Linked DNA regions of Mus musculus: region 2 is linked to region 1. The links are chromatin contacts, called in public HiChIP or PLAC-seq maps. All regions are on one chromosome and are shown on one strand. The core of a region is the stretch at or near the end of the contact, and the rest is flanking DNA. Distances in the headings are between cores, read along the strand shown.

Region 1 (5,858 bases), core at 545-3,044:
AAATGACACTTATCACTGTATTCATTAACTTTCCCCAAATGGAAAGATACTTACAGATAAAGGGATTTATATGGCATCAAGCCTGCCTTTGAAACCTGCTGACAACCACCTTCCAATTTTAATCCGCTCACAGGAGGAGGTTATCTAGTTAAAATATAGAGGATTCTGAGTCAGTTCAGGGGGAAGATCACCTGGCCTGGTTTGTCTATGCTGCTATGTTTGTCTCAAATCTTCCCTCTGATTTTTCCTGAAAGGTATAAGGTTCAGGAACTCTTTAGTCCTGACAGCCAGCAAATGTGGGTAGTAGTGACACCCACAGGTATGATGCCCTGTTAGTACATTTGTTATTCATGTACACAGCCATGGAATGCACAGGACATGGATCAGAATAAGGTCCTTTAAAGAAACAGTAACCTTTTAATTTGAACATTAAAATAGATTTAAAAAATAAGCAAGAAATCCTGTAGGCTTTGCTATCAATCACATCTCAAAGTAGAGTGCTGGTCTTTTTTCTTCCTATTGGGTGAAGCCAAAGCAGAGCTCTCACTTCCTACAGTATCATGCACTTTGGTGTTGTGAACACTGAGTGACAGCATGTGAGCTTCCAGCCCATTACTCTCATCATCATCATCATCATCATCATCATCATCATCATCATCATCATGGTAACAGTTTTAATAACTGAACTGTAACAGGACAAAGAAAAAGATGCTCCTTATTTGAGAACAAGTCAGATGTCACTTTAAAAATCAGAACAAAAGGTGGGAATGATGTCTTTTAGTTTGTGCAACTGCAGGTCAGGGTGAGCTGCCCGTTTTAGAGAGAGTAGACAGGTCATTTATTGAGAGTTATGGTGGTTTTAAAACCAGCATGGTTTAAAAAGCTTGCATCCTAAATAAATACCAAATGACTTCTATTGTGGTCATTGAAGTGTCAGTAAAGTTATAGGAAGGAAAATGGATTGGTTTTAAGTATTAGTTTCAGTTACTTTTTGTTGAATTAAAACAAAACAAACCCCAAACTTATTTATTTATCTTTTGCATTTAGAAAGAGGAGGGAGCTGCTTCATCTTTTGAGAGTCAGTCCTCCCCTGTTATACAGTATCCTATGCCCACACATTATGGGTCCAACACATGTTGTATGACCTTTTCACACCCAGGAGATCAGAAATCACATAAATAGCAGAATCACAGGGCAGGTAAGAAAGGAAATTAAGGACATTTTTTTTACAAAGAAAAATGAGCTTTCTATTTATGTACAGGCAACCAGCCTCAATAGGTTAAATATCAAGACACAAAAGTGGAAGGAGGACCACTGGGAGAAAGGTTTTGGTGGGAAAGATGGGTAGATGAGATAGATGGAGTGTGGAGGAAAATGCATCAGATTCAGAAGAAATGAAATTGTCAGAAGATGAGTTAGAAAACAAACTAAACACAAGAGGAGGAAGACTTATACTATAGAAAGTGATTCTAAGTGGCCAAAATGCCAGGTTTGCTGAAGGGAAGTGTGGAAGAAAGGAGCCACCTGATAACTGAGTTTCCACTTATCCATGTCTAAGTTTACCTGTGATATCTGGGATGACTCCAGGCTCAGTCAGTGCCTCTGTTTATATCTGCTGGCCAGGAGTAAAATTAAAAACTCATTTGAATATCAAACTTTATTTAATAAATTTTGTTGAAGTAATTCTACTCTATACATCTATATTTATTTCACTATCATGAAAGCAAACAGCACCACTCTTATCTAGTCTTGGATCTTCTACCATTTTGAGTAGCTTGAATGCTTTTTACCACATCAAGCAGCTAAGAAGAACAGCATCCACAGAAGAGAGACTAGAAAAGGTCCATTGTTCATGATATTGGTCATTGACACATTAGTTTGCAGTTGTGCAGGCTGCTGGTATAAAGATATCTATTGGGCGGGACTTGAGGGGCACTATCTAAGGGTTCTTTCATAGCAGACAGAGGCACAGATAGAAAGAGATCCTACAGGGAGAGACAGCAATGACTGCACAATCTACCCCACACTACAAAATGTAGGCACTGACAGCCTTCAAAACAATTCAGTTACTTATTGAAGAAAATACACCCATATACACATTTTATTTCAAGGAAAACAACAACAATAACAACAGAACAAATGAAAACTGTTATAACCACAAAACCTGAGATTTCTTACAGATAACAGTCAGAGGAAAAGCCCTGTTCTATTCTGTAGTAGACCTGTGGTACCATCAACAGTTATGTAACATCTCTATGATTATGTGACCCATGCCATTAGTCAATGGATGTGGCCAATAAAGTGACCATACTCTCAACTCTGTTATAAGACATGATTCTTGGTGAAATTGCTTTTTCTGTGAATGACAATAAAAATAGCATCTACCTTACAGGACTTTTTGTGAGAAGCAAATGATTCACTAGAAATAAAGTTCTTACTGTTCTCAACAGAAAAGTAAATATTTATAGAGGTCTTATACCTCCTAGCTTTTATGACTCTGACGGTGTAGACTAGACATTTTGTAAAAATGTTTTTCTATTGAGTTTTATCTAGGGCATTCTCATGCTTTCTCTTGGCTCATGTATTTCTTTAAGAACACTTCCTGTGTTTCTGGCATTCCATGTTCTTAGCCAGAAAATTACCCATGTCCCCAAAGAACTCTGTTACTTGTTGTCTTAGAGAAGAGTGTTGAAAAACAGAACTTGACATCATGTGGGCTTTGTTGCTACTTAAGTGTCAGTGGAGATGGATCCTGTCCATAGACATAGCAAGGAAACACACGGTTTTACATAAATCTGTGTGTGTATTCATATTTGTAAATATGAATATATTTGATTAACATCTATTATTTACCATGTCAACCGTACACACACACGCACACACACACACACACACACACACACACACACACACACACACACACACAATTTATCTACCTATCTAGACTCTAGCTAACTGATGTGATTTCATACTGCTGCACTTGGATAATCTATGAGTTTTCTTGTCAACAGTAAGGAGACTGGCTTTTACCATCTGCTCTACTCTGCTGGCTTCTATGAATAGTAGTATCAGAATTGCAAACCTGAAATCCAGTGGGGACATTGTCTATCAGCTGGGACAGTGTTTATGTTCAGCTCCTGTGGCCTTTGGTTCAATTGTTTGACATATGCAAAATACAACTAGATTTGCTTTTTATGTTCTGCATTGATCTTGAGACCCCCATGGTGTCCTAATGGATTTGACAATAAATCTGCAGACAAGGTTTGCCCTTTGGGTTGTGAATAACTATGGACCTAGAGAAAGACATAATATAGTATGTCCATCACAATAACATTCTACAAAATAATTTAATTCCTCTAGAAATCTCCCATGCTCTACCTGGTCAGTCTTCCACTCATGTCTCTAGCACTATGGCTTTAACTATCTGCACAGTTTATCAGTTTATCTTCCCCAGAATGGCACATAATTTTTTCAGATGGGTCTCTTCCAACTGGCAATAAGACTCCTAAATTATCCAATACTTAAAAACCTTCATCTTGCTGTGTAATGTATTATTTCATTACAAATGAGTGTGTTTATATATTCTCCCATTGAAATAAATTTTAATTTATTCCAGTGTGGCTGATCATTCACAGCACAAAAATGATGTATTCAGTTTCTGGGTAAACACAGGATTTCACATCAGTTTGGTAAGTGCTTCTGAGCACAGTTGCTAGGTTGTATGATAAAGCTATCTCTAGCAGTGTAGCATATTGTCAAATTAACTTCCGGAGTAGTGGTACTCTCACCATTAAGGAATTAATGGTCCTGCTGCTCTGCACCTTTATCACAATAGTTATTATAATCAGCACTATGATTATTAGATTTTAACCACTATATCAGATTTGCAGTGGTATCTCATTTTCTATAAGTTGTATTCCCTAATGAAAATTATCTTGCTCATTACTTTATATAATATTTTAAGCAGTTTATCTTGTTTAGCAAGTTATCCGTACAAGATAGTCTATTATTAATTCTGAAGTTTTTATCTTATGCTTAATTTTAAAGAAAATTATTTTTTTTATGTTTTGGATATAAATCAGGAACAATATTTTGCAAATAGTTTCTCCTTTTCTGTAACTCTTTACCATATGTTTTGCAGAGAAATTTTGAAGTTATCAATGTCCAGTTATCACATTTTCTTTCACAGTCATACTGTTGCTTAAAACTTATCACCAAATTCAAGGTCACCCAGATCTGTTCCCATAGTTTCTTGGTCTTCAGGAGTTTTGTAGTCTACGTTCAGTATTGCATTTAGGTTTGCCATGGGTGTGAGGCCTCACCCAGGTTCATTTTCTGCATATGGATATGTGTACATTGTGGCAAATGGTTGGGGAGACTATGCCTTCACCATTGAATTGCCTTTGTTTCTTTGCCAAAGATGAGTCAGCTGTGTTTATGTGATTCTTTTTCTGGGCTCTGGGCTCACTTACACTCATCTGTTTTACTAGTCCTTTGTCATTAAATATGACTGCTAGTAAATATGACTGCTCTGGGCCATGGATGATCTTGATTTGTAATTGTCAATGCAATCATGTTGCAGAACACCTTTGAGTTTCTAGAAAGGTCTTTGAGAAGTTTCTAGACATGGTTGACATTCTGGGAGAGTAATGGAGAAGGGGCTACCAGGAATGTGGCCATTTGTACTAAGTAGGTTGGTGGCCAGAGTGGAATGAAGCAGAAGTGGAAGGAAGCCAGTATACACACGCTGCCCTTGGTTCTGATTCTCTGCTTCCTGACCCCCATGGGATGAGCAGCCTTTTGTGTCTCATGCTTCCCCTATCATGATGCTTAGCTCCACATGAGCTAGCAGGTCATGAACTTCAACCTCTGATGTTTTGAGTATTTCTTGGTTTAAATATTCAGCACAATCTTATACTTAACCATCAACCTAAGTGTGAAACTCAAAACTACAAATGTTTCAATAGAAAAGAGGAAAAACCTAGGCCAGTGTTTCTCAACCTTCCTAGTGTGGCCACCCTCCAATACAGTTCCACATGTTGTGGTTATTCCAACCATAAAATTACTTTCATTTCTACTTCATAACTGTAATTTTGCTACTGTTATGAATTGTAATGTACATATCTGTGTTTAACAATGACCTTCGGCAATGCTTTTGAAAGGGTGAATGTCGTGCAGGTTGGGAAGTGCTGGTCTAGATCATTGTGAATTTGGTGACAAGTTTTCAAATACAACAAATTCCCAGACATTTCTCACAGCTGTCTGACTGTATGTCTTGTATCGCTACTATGACTTGTATTCTTGTATTGAGTCTTTTTAGAAGTTTGCTGTTTATTCAGTACTTTTCATACACAGAAAATTATTTAGATAGTAAAATTTTATTTTCAGGGAGCTTTTAGCTCTGTTCCTACGTTTCAGTATTACCTTCTGTTACCAGAGCATTTGGGTCAGTTTGGTATCTCTAACAGATAACTGTGATTTTTATGAATTTTTTTCTAAGTATGTAGATTGATTTGGAAGAATTAAAATCTTATGTCCTTTTAATTTATGATCATGACATATCTACTTATTTAAATGTAACAATTAATTTCACTAAATATTTACAGACTGACACATGTAAAGCCTGGAAATATTTTGTACACATTTTATTTTTGCTGTTATAATTGACAGTTGTTTTTAACTTGAAATTCCAATTATTAATTGCTAGTATGTAGCAAAGCTATTGGTTACTTACTGTGCGGAAGCTCATATCCTGCAACTATGGTTCTTCTAACATTTCAGGTGACATTCTTGACAATTTAGCATTTTCTAAATAGAACTATTTTAAATGTAAACAGCAATAATTAATTAACAAACTC
Region 2 (5,190 bases), core at 271-2,770, 200 kb after region 1:
AGGGCCATCTGAAGAACTGCACAGAACCTTGAATTTTGTGTGCTGTCTGTTCTTGTAGGAAGTGCAGCTGAGAGGCTCTCTGTTGGAACAGAATAGCTGCTCACTTCTGGGAATAACCACAGCCACAGCGAAGCCTGATAAGAACTCAGAAGGGATGTGACTTATTTTGATCAAAGATGTCAAGCACTCATAAGACAGAGGGAAAGCTGCCACCAGAGAGTGGGCGAGGTGTATGCATGTGAAACTCCAAAGCCCCTCGCTTTAAACTCCCAAGATGCTTGTCAGCTTCAGTAGAGGTTCACAGCGAAGAGAAAAGCAAGAGTGCTAAAATGAAATGCACATCATAAGGCAAGGCAAGGAAATGATCAAACTAACCACCGAAGAGCAGGAAACCTTTCAGTGAAAGACATTTTCCAGTGGTATATTGATATTATTGAAACCATGTGTAGGTGGGTTTTTGTTTGATTATCTTTAAATGTAGATTTATCAGGGTGAGCAACAAATAGTAGTGTTAGAGGGTCTCCCAAAGGCCGATGCACTCTACCAGAGATCAGGTTGGTATGCCAAGGACAGAAATGGAGAGAAGGATATTTTGATATAGCTAATGAGCAGAGTTCCTCAAAACAGGGAAGGTTAAATAAGCGGTAGCTATTTTTTCTCCACCCATGCCTTCCTTAGCTTCTTTTGTTTTGCTTAAGGCATATGATTTCAGTAAGAAAAATTTAACAACAAAATACCAGACAGGAATAAAACTCCAAAAGTTTTTCAAGACATTAAAAAGTTAAATAACACCCCCCACACACCGCATCCCCCCAGCATTTATCAGAAGTGGGCCTAAGCCAGATGGGTTTCCTTTGAAAGGGCCTGTATTTTCTCTCATTCCCCTTCTATAAATAAGGTGCTCTGCAAGCCATTGAAAGGTGATAATTACATCTATAAATTGCTTTGCTTTCAACTTTCAAATTTAAGGAGTATTACCTTTGTCCCAGTGCCCCTGCAAACTGCAGAGGTGCCATTGCAGGGGGTAAAGCCACCCCCTCCTCTGCCTGTCTTCTTGGTCCCTGAATGGGATAGGGATGGTGTGGAACCCTGGACACCATCACTGCGAACCACTTATGGGGCTGCTTCCCCTTTACCAGAAACTGCGTCTGCTGAACAAAGGGGACTTTTTAATCACAGTCAATTTCAAGAAGTAGAAATACTATTTCAAAATCAGAGGTGGAAAGTAGGGAAGAGAGTAGATACTAGACTTATTGAAAGGGAGTATCTTTTATTCCTGCTATTTTGTTCCTTTCCAAAACTAGAAAATGCTATGCAACAGAGGAAAACACTCCAGGGAATGTAGTCCTGTAGCTGGCGCTGTAACAGGAGCCAGGCTGTGTCAAGGAAAAGCTCGTAGAATGTGGGGCCCCTGGGCAACAATTACCAAGTTGCTCTCTCTCTGGATGGTCCTGAAGTCCAGACAGAGGGCTCTTTAACCCCTGGCTGCTTCCTCTTCTGCCTAAGCTCCGCTGTGGCAGAGTAATCAGCCTTCCTGTTTCCTCAGTGCCGAGGACTATAGAGGACCAGGTAGAGGATTGTGAGGCGTACATTCAGACATTTGACTTAACCCAGCCAGTGTCAACAAGAGACATCTTAGTTTCCTGGCTGTGGCCCAAATCAACTTACTTCATGCAAGAGTGTGAAAGAAGCCCTAGGGGTTATTGGCTAATTAGAGCCCTCACATTCCCTGGCTGTGTGTGTCTACATTTTCACACACTGGAGCTGCCATCCCGGAGCACTCAAGACTTGCATGTGCTGCAAATGTGGTCAGTGGAAATGAACTCTCAATTCAGCTTGGCAGCACGTGACTTCCTATTTCTGTAAGGTACTTCCAAGAGACTTCCTCTGTAAAGCCAGCTGAGAGCCAGGAGATTTCCTTCACCGGCTAGACAAAGTTGATTTCAGCTCTGCTCAGAAGTTTGCCTAGAGAGATCGACTGAGTTCCTTTCTTTCTTTCTTTTTCTATTTTTTTTTCCTGCTCTTTCTTTTTCCTTTGCTGTTGCCAGCCTGCAGGGATCTTGTGGCTCCTGTCAGTGATCGGAAACTGAATACAGTAGTCCAGATCTCAGTAATCCACCCGGTGGAGCAGACCCTGACGAGGTACTCCAGCACAGAAATTGTGGAGGTGAGCCTGGCTTGCACGTGTTTCTCTCTGACTCTGTCCACCTTTGCCTCTCTCTCTCTCTCTCTCTCTCTCTCTCTCTCTCTCTCTCTCTCTCTCTCTCTCTCTCTCTCTCTCTCTCTCTCTCTCTCTCTCTCTCCCTCCCCCCACTCTCTTTCTGTGCAAGCTTTTGTCTCTGTGTGTGTGTTGTGCTCCTGCTCTCTCCTCCCCCCACCTCTTGCTCTCTCCTGCCCCTCCGCCCCTCTGAACAGCTGACTTGAGTTAACTTGTGGTCTCTTGCTGGCTGTTGCTTTTGTCTGTCATTAAGGAACACAGATCTGAAATGTCTAAGCACATGCAGAGTAAACACATGGAGAAGAACTGGACTTTTCATTGAAAGATTTTAGTTTTCTTCCAGAAAAAAGCTTTCCACTCCGAATTCCCAAACAGAACAGAATGTTTGTCTAGAAATTTGTGTTTCTCTATGTACATTATCTATGTTGATTTTAAATACAGTGGAATGAATATATTTAATGAGGGAAAAAGAATAAAGTACCCACATAGTTCAAAACAAGTGAAGAGGTTTTTGCTCTCCCCTCACACCCGGGGGCCCAGTCTAGTCCAACAGTAAATACTTTATATTCTCTGCTAGGTATGCATTTCAAAGTACTGTGTTTTCTAAAGAACAGTAAGTGACTAACTTGATTAGCCATTTGTTTCCAGACAGACATTGTAAATATCACTCATGAGATGAGAGATTCCCTGCTTCCATTTATTGTTGCTAATACAACATTCACCACGTATTGAAGGAAATACAATATTGTGCTGGCTCAGATTCAAAAAGACAAGGGTTTCCCTTTAGATCATTTTGTTCTTGAGAGACATTTCATGACCTTAGAGAATAAGAGATATGTATTTGAACATTTGGGGTTTTGGAGAGTGTGTTCTGCAGCTCCTTCAGCCAAGCATGTTTTTTTTGTTTTTTTGGGTTTTTTGTTTTTTGTTTTTTTCTGCTCCAGTCTTGGCTGGTTTAGCTCACTGGTCTCTCTGAAGCAGTGGCTGGAAGAAATGATTCAGCCTACAGTTGGAGTCACTTGTATTATGAAAATGACCTAAATCCTGTGTGCAGCCCTGCATTTCCCCCTCAGTTAGCCCTGAAGGCTTCCTTCCTCTGCTCTCCCTCTGCATGGCCCCTGAATGCAGGCAGTAATGAGTCTGCCCCTTGCATTCATCCCTGAATCTGCCCTTTGCAGACTTTAAGTTCTAATGCTGGTAAAATGTATAGTTAGCCCATAGTTGAATTAAAAGTAGTCTTCCAGCTGGGCGTGGTGGCACACATCTTTAATCTCAGCACTTGGGAGGCAAAGGCAGGCAGATTTCTGAGTTCGAGGCCAGCCTGGTCTACAAAGTGAGTTTCAGGACGGCCAGAGCTATACAGAGAAGCCCTGTCTCCGGAAGAAAAAAAAAGTAGTCTTCCTCATAGAAAGGCAGTTTGACTAAAACTGTAAAGTCATTTTCTTAATGGAAACACTTCGGGGATTATTGAAACTTTGTTACCTTTTGAACATTGGTAAAGTTTAAAGTATCATGTGTCCTTTATTTTTCCACTGTCCTCATTATTCTTCTGTGATAAGACACACATATCCTAAAGTGTATTATCATAGTTATAAAGGCAATTTATGTTGTTGTGATTTATACAATATTGGCACACTTTTCTTAGATGTTTTATTCACTGCCTGCCTCCAAATGTGTCTGACGTAATGCCAGGAAAAGAGCCTTTTGCCTTCTGAGGGAAAGAGTGAAGGAATGAGTGGGTGAGTGGGTGAGTGGGTGACTCCCCCAGGCTTGCAGAAACTTTGGTAGTCCAGTGGCCTATTGAACTTTTGGAACATTTTCAGATATATTTGTCTGTGTGCATGGGTGTCTACAATGTGATGTTAGATGCCAGCTTTCTAAATTCTGAGACCCTGAAATGTCTTGAGGATCATATGCCAAGCAATAATTTCATTTCCCCAGTGCATCATATTTAGAGTTCTTCTCATTGCTTTTCACGGTGGTCCAGGGTGCGGGGAAGCCACTGTTAGACACCTGAAAGCAATCACACGCATAGAGGATAGCTTTTGGTTGAAACAGAGTAAAAAACAACAACAAAAACAAACAAACAAACAAACAAAATAGAGAAAACTTGGGAAAGCATCTTCATTCAATTTGGTGAGGCAGAATCTTAGATCATTTTTCTAAATTATCAATATATAATGATTATATTTTATATAGAGTTTTTAATAGATGGCAACTTGACCTAAAGAAAGGTTCTGAATACAATTTTTAAAAACAAGGGTTTTGTTTGTTTGTTTGTTTTTGTTTTTTTGTTTTTTTGTTTTTTTAAGAGTCCTGGGCCACTTAAAGAAATGAAAGTTCACCTACTCAGTATCCTTCAATACAATGGGGCTCTGGGCTCATGGCCCACAAGTAACACTTGGCTCTTCAGATCTCTTTTAATAGAACTATTTCCTAGAAAAGCAGACAGACACACTCTCTGTGTTCTCATTTGTCCCTGCATGCTGTCGGCTACAGTTACTGCCTTAATGAATCCAAGTTTTCTGCCTATACTGTTTTCAGGGAACAAAAGACCCACTGTTCCTAACGGGTGTCACATTCCCACCGGACTACCCCATCTATGAAGAGACAAGAATAAAACTGACAGTCTACGATGTCAAGGATAAGTCTCATGATACTGTAAGTACTTGAACTTCTTTCTCTGGGAATAGAGAGAGGTCGTCATACTTTGCCAAGCTGTGGGATTTTGGATGCTACTGGCATTTTTAAAGAGGGCTGTTTGTTATGTACTTGTGTTTGTCTTATGAGTGCACTTTTCTACGTGGTATTCCAACTCATTTGGCTTGATACCAAAATGCCAATTGGTTAGGCACAAAAGCTTACTGAACAGACCTACCTCTCTCTCTCTTTTTAAATAAAAGCCTAATTTGACCTCTTAGCAGATAGTTTTGCTGTAATTTGAAACTGATTGGATACTATTTTGTGGTGGA

Evidence for each region. HiChIP or PLAC-seq counts read pairs in DNA pulled down with a chosen protein or histone mark.
Region 2: a Foxp3 HiChIP or PLAC-seq map of regulatory T cells shows a contact between it and region 1, with 5 times the contacts expected there. The contact joins two enhancer-like sites. A contact is called at or near these places in 1 of 15 datasets of contacts at CTCF or cohesin (CD8 T cells), 3 of 484 Hi-C or Micro-C datasets (the HPC-7 cell line, Th1 cells and nephron progenitors), 4 of 115 datasets of contacts at active chromatin or transcription factors (CD8 T cells, craniofacial prominence, oligodendrocyte precursor cells and 1 more) and 3 of 9 other capture datasets (adipose tissue, liver and pancreatic islet).

What each region holds. Positions count from the first base shown.
Region 1 is chr8:81,570,712-81,576,569 of GRCm38.p6, forward strand. All of the region lies in intron 2 of Inpp4b (inositol polyphosphate-4-phosphatase, type II), which reads left to right. Among named protein-coding and RNA genes, the nearest start is that of Gm51582, 230 kb to the left of the region's middle. Within about 2 kb of position 1,795, at least 5 of the 459 cell types and tissues checked have an H3K27ac peak or open chromatin away from gene starts, as enhancers often do. A contact at or near this core is called in regulatory T cells, where this site is marked.
Region 2 is chr8:81,766,046-81,771,235 of GRCm38.p6, forward strand. Inpp4b (inositol polyphosphate-4-phosphatase, type II) reads left to right here. Exons shown (of 25, transcript NM_001024617.3): 6 at 2,049-2,167; 7 at 4,763-4,879. Among named protein-coding and RNA genes, the nearest start is that of Gm25267, 380 kb to the right of the region's middle. Within about 2 kb of position 1,521, at least 162 of the 459 cell types and tissues checked have an H3K27ac peak or open chromatin away from gene starts, as enhancers often do. A contact at or near this core is called in regulatory T cells, where this site is marked.